Regions from separate parts of the Triticum aestivum genome. Here region 1 is linked to region 2. Evidence: chromatin contacts called from public Hi-C data. All regions are on one chromosome and are shown on one strand. The core of a region is the stretch at or near the end of the contact, and the rest is flanking DNA. Distances in the headings are between cores, read along the strand shown. Region 1 holds the start of LOC123060420 (probable galactinol--sucrose galactosyltransferase 2). Region 2 holds the start of LOC123060419 (60S ribosomal protein L18a-like protein).

Region 1 (2,700 bases), core at 80-2,579, 380 kb after region 2:
ACAATATTTTGCTGATCTTACGATTTGATGTTTGTCATGAAACATGCGAATAAAAGATCTTTGAACCCTCATGAAATGATGTGTATAAATACAAACTCAATAATTATCAAAAAAATAATGATTTGTTGATCTTATGATTTTAATGCTTGTCGTGAAACAATGCGGAGAGAGGGGTGGTGCTCGAAGCACTCTCTTAGGCGATGATTGATCGATGGTGATGCGGTGGCTTTACCTAGGTCCAAGCCCCTGTATGGGTAATAGCTCTTGCCTATCTATCTTTATTGTTGAATATAGAGGATTACAATGGCATTTTCGTATCTACTGAGCTAGGGTGTGGGAATAAGCTCCCAAGTATCTTCTGCCCCATGAGGGAGCTTGTGCCGCCCTTATGTAACCGACCCTAGGTTGATAGTTCAATACCGATCTTCAAAAGATATGATATAACCAAGTGATCATGCAGTAATGAGGTGCAAATCTCCCATCAACCATAAAATCCCTAAAGTAGGTCCCCTAGCCCTTACCCCTTACGAGAGTCTATTGTGATGGAGTGTGGTGCGGAACACGAAAGCCCTTAGACACCTAGGCCGGTAATAAGGTTTATATGCCCTTGTGCCGCCTCTCTCTTCGAGTGAGGATCCCTACTCACCGACAAAGATGCTAACTATGTACTTCCTTTGTTCCAAATTACTCGTCGGAAAAATGGATGTATTTAGAACTAAAATACATCTAGATACATCCATACATGCAACAAGTAATTTGGAACGGAGGGAGTACCATGCACTCTGATCATCATATGGTTTTTAATCTGTAAAAACACATGCCGTAGACATATCTACCGTAAAATGTTAGGAGGGCACACAAACAAGGAATAAAAATAGATATATGCTTTCAACAAAATATACAAATGATCCGATTTTTCAAAACTATAAACATAAACATTCTCTTTTCGGGGGAAAGATGTAAATATTTCTAGATAATTTTCTTGAGGCGTCATCCGCCCTCGAATGATTGGGCCAATCTTCAGTGGAAAATCTGGAACACGAAAATTGAAATGCTTGAGCAGCACCAAAAAAAAGATATGGACGTCGGGAGCCAAGAGAGGGATAATGTTCCGAGACCAAGACTGTCCGTGTCATTTGTTCCGCTCGGCCGGCAACAGGAAACACACAAGCAACAACCCAGGCGTAGCATAGTTTACACAATTAACTTTCTTCCAAGAAAGATATACATCGAACTGGGACACGTCAGATCGTCCACGATATCGTAGCAGCTGGACCATACCGTGCAATCTTCCACACAAAGAAACGGAGACCTCACCGGAAAAGGCGTAATTTTAGGCGTACAGAGTCGAAGAAACATGTGAATTCTCCAGCGACTGGGCTTCTTCCCCGAATGGGAATGGGCCGCGTGTGGATGTCGTGTCGCCGGCCACGCACGTCTCGCCCTCCTCCCGACCGACTATATAAACCCCTCCTCTCCCCATCGCCTCCCTCCCTCCCTTCATCTCCCTCTCCGGCGAGGGCACCGCACCATCTTATCATATCATTAGATTAGTGCTACTAGTTTCAATTACCCGCACGCAAAGCTCTCCCTATCACTCTTATCATATACCATCGTCCGGTATCTATCGAAGCAAGGTACGCGTTCTCCTTGATTGGTCAGCATCTCTATCTGTGAATGATTCGTCTGAATTTTGCTTTGGTCGTTTGCTGGATGCTGACGCCGGCCGTTTCAGCTTGCTGTTCTTGTGCTGCAGAAGGGGCGGTCCTTTGAATTTGGTTATCCGAGATGACGGTGACACCGCAAATCACGGTGAGCGACGGGAGGCTGGAGGTCCGCGGCCGGACGGTGCTCTCCGGCGTGCCGGACAACATCACCGCAGCGCATGCTGCCGGGGCCGGGCTCGTCGACGGGGCCTTCGTGGGTGCCACGGCCGGCGAGGCCAAGAGCCACCACGTCTTCACCTTCGGGACTCTCCGGTCAGTATTCTTTGTCCGTGTCTGTTGAGGAAAAGAGATAGTGGTGGATAAATGCGGGGAAGGTGGATGAACACCTGGGCAAACTCTGGAATGCACCATGGATTTCTGACCTTTTTTTTTCTCCTATCAATTGTTTTTTGAGGATTTCTGTCAAATTTTAGGAAGTTGATTTCTGAGCAGTTCCAGTTTTCATTAGTTCATTTCTTCTAAAAAAACCATACTCCAGTTTTCTTTATGAATTTTGTTACAGCAGTTTATTTTTGGCATAGCTTTTCGACTGAGGTTAATTTACATTTCGCTGGAAAAATTGTTGATGCTGCAGCGATTGCCGGTTCATGTGCCTGTTCCGGTTCAAGCTGTGGTGGATGACGCAGCGGATGGGCACCTCCGGCCGCGACGTCCCGCTGGAGACCCAATTCATCCTCATCGAGGTCCCTGCCGCCGCCGGCAACGACGACGGCGACAGCGAGCCGGTGTACCTGGTGATGCTGCCGCTGCTGGAGGGGCAGTTCCGCACGGTGCTCCAGGGCAACGACCAAGACCAGCTCCATATCTGCATCGAGAGCGGTAATGATCAGGAGCTCTTTTTTGTCACCAGATTAGTTGATGTGTGGTTGTGTTTGCACTGGAGCCGTTGCTGAATTCAGTTGTGTGTGTGGGTGAGAGCAGGGGACAAAGCGGTGCAGACGGAGCAGGGCATGAACAGTTTGTACATCCACGC
Region 2 (2,700 bases), core at 81-2,580:
GTCGGTATCCCAATACCTCGTTCAATCTCGTTACCGGCAAGTCACTTTACTCGTACCGTAATGCATGATCCCGTGACCAGACACTTGGTCACTCTGAGCTCATTATGATGATGCATTACCGAGTGGGCCCAGTGATACCTCTCCGTCATACGGAGTGACAAATCCCAGTCTTGATCCATGTCACCCAACAGACACTTTCGGAGATACCCGTAGTCTACCTTTATAGTCACCCAGTTACGTTGTGACGTTTGGCATACCCAAAGCACTCCTACGGTATCCGGGAGTTACACGATCTCATGGTCTAAGGAAAAGATACTTGACATTGGAAAACTCTAGCAAACGAACTATACGATCTTGTGCTATGTTTAGGATTGGGTCTTGTCCATCACATCATTCTCCTAATGATGTGATCTCGTTATCAATGACATCCAGTGTCCATAGTCAGGAAACCATGACTATCTGTTGATCAACGAGCTAGTCAACTAGAGGCTCACTAGGGACATGTTGATGTCTGTTATTCACACATGTATTACGATTTCCGGATAACACAATTATAGCATGAATAAAGACAATTATCATGAACAAGGAAATATAATAATAATGCTTTTATTATTGCCTCTAGGGCATATTTCCAACACTATGGAATTGTGGTTTATAGACTGAGCCGAGAAAGTACTCCGTGGAAGGGGTCTAGAGGTAAATAATCGAAACACACCTTTGGCGGTCAAGGATGATCTCTTTCAAGGTTAACACAAGTCAATGGACAGGAGGATCCGTGTCGACATGTTGATTCTTGCAACCGACTTAATTCAATTTCTATGCAAAATCTATTTGCTAACCACTAACCTCTGAGCGACACGATATTGAAGAGCTCAAGGTAACTTTAGCGAAAGGCCTCCTCCTTTTCTCCAACTGCCATGCCAAAATAAGGCCTTGTTTCCGTCACCGAGGGTTATTGTCATCATCAAAACAATGAAGTCGTCGATTATCAGCATCAGAGCAAGGAAGCTTGAAGCTCATCCACGACCTGTCATGACCCGTCCGTTGCAGCCAAATCCAATAAACGCCGGAGGGTACCACTGAGCCCAAACCACAAGGGGATTGGGGCTGGTGGTAGACAGTCTCCCAATCCACGAGAGAGTGACGTTGGTCGTCTTTTGATGAAACCACGGTTTTAAAGGTACATGTGCATGTGTTTTTAATATAACGTGGTATTTTGACACAAAAGGACTTTTTCCCCCTCTTCTATCTATCTTTTTTTTTTTGAGGGGTGACCTCTTCTATCTATCTATCTATCTATTGTCGACGACGAACGGGTCATTATCCGTGTGTTAAAAAGGGCCGCCCTCGTGTCTCCATCCATCGTCTGGCTCACAATCTCACATAGCGTGGCGGTAGGTGCACGAGACCCGCACCGGCGCCCTACCGGTTTCCACACAAATACTACGGGCCTTCTCCTCGTGTCCACTCTTCTTCTCCCCTCTCGCCTCTTCTGGCGTTCTCCCCTCCCCCCATCGCGGTTTGCCCCGCCGGCGGCGACGCGGACCTGGCTGGCGCGAATCGGCTTCTTCTCTTTGCGGGTAAGGAACCCTATCCTCTCCCGATTGGATTATCTTGATATGGATTTGTGTGGGAGTTCGTCTCGCGGGTCGCCTCTTCCTTTTGCTGCGTGGCGGCCGGCGACCGAAACCCGAATCCCCGTCGAGGTAGTTGCGGATTCGTCCGTCTGCTGCGTGGTAGACTGGTTGGTGCTCTTGCCGATTTGTCTGGTCTGGCTAGCTTAGCTGCTTCTTCAGCGCGCGAGACCGATCTGAGGCGGCCGGTAGCGCGGCCGCAGTGTATGAATTCGTCTAGATTTGTTTGTGTTCTACTAACGAGGGTTGGAGCATTAGAGTTCAGAGAACAATAATAGCTCGGAATTACATGCTCTCCTGAGTAAAGAACCACTGTACCGCCGACTTCTGTATGCTTATGTTTGGAATTTTGGACATGGCACCTGCTGGTCACTACTTTTCTCTTTGCCATGAAAGAATACTTGCAATTGCTCACAACATTTGTCCCCACCAACTAGTCTGATATGGGCGTTTATACATAGATTACATTGTATATATAATTTTCTCTCCGATGCGGCAAGCTGACCAATCTGACGCACTTGCAGGATTTATGTGCCAAGCTGCATATTGTTCTGTTTTATTCCTTGGATCAGACTTGTTGAGCTGATTCCAGCAAGGAGCAATCTGCAACAACTTGGTGTTAAGCTTGCATCTTCCCTAAGCAGCTCTAGATTAAATGGGAGAAGGTAACTGCTTTTCCAACCTTGTATCTATCTTTTGAATTAAACTTAAGTTTTCCTTTGCCGCTAGATCCCTTACGTTATGCAGCAGAACATAACCCTCAGCCTGTCATTGTAAAAATAAACTGTTTTTTTCCAGTAACTCCTATTACATCATGTTGGCATGTGTGGTAGCTTTATAGTTGTAAACATCATCAAGTTTCAACCTAATTATGATTCAGAGTTTACAGTTTTTTCTCTGTTTATTAGGGCTTTAGCTTGATCATGATGTGCATTATTTGAGTTTTGTTTATATGATTACTTCTTAATCTGAATCACACTTGGCATTGCACAGCAAGCTCGGATGATCTTTGCCATTGTCAAGGGTGTCTTGGCAAGTACACCCTACTCAGAGATGAAGAGAACCC

Evidence for each region. A called contact is a pair of places that touch in the nucleus more often than the background predicts.
Region 1: a contact with region 2 is called in a Hi-C map of leaf, with 7 times the contacts expected there. The contact joins the promoter of LOC123060420 here to the promoter of LOC123060419 in region 2. A contact is called at or near these places in 4 of 5 Hi-C or Micro-C datasets (leaf, root and an unstated tissue) and 1 of 1 datasets of contacts at active chromatin or transcription factors (leaf).

The regions. Positions count from the first base shown.
Region 1 is chr3A:81,866,107-81,868,806 of IWGSC CS RefSeq v2.1, forward strand. LOC123060420 (probable galactinol--sucrose galactosyltransferase 2) reads left to right here and starts at 1,330. Exons shown (of 8, transcript XM_044483133.1): 1 at 1,330-1,637; 2 at 1,736-1,979; 3 at 2,302-2,546; 4 at 2,649-2,700. The coding sequence starts at 1,789.
Region 2 is chr3A:81,486,075-81,488,774 of IWGSC CS RefSeq v2.1, forward strand. LOC123060419 (60S ribosomal protein L18a-like protein) reads left to right here and starts at 1,331. Exons shown (of 5, transcript XM_044483132.1): 1 at 1,331-1,580; 2 at 2,159-2,299; 3 at 2,628-2,700. The coding sequence starts at 2,290.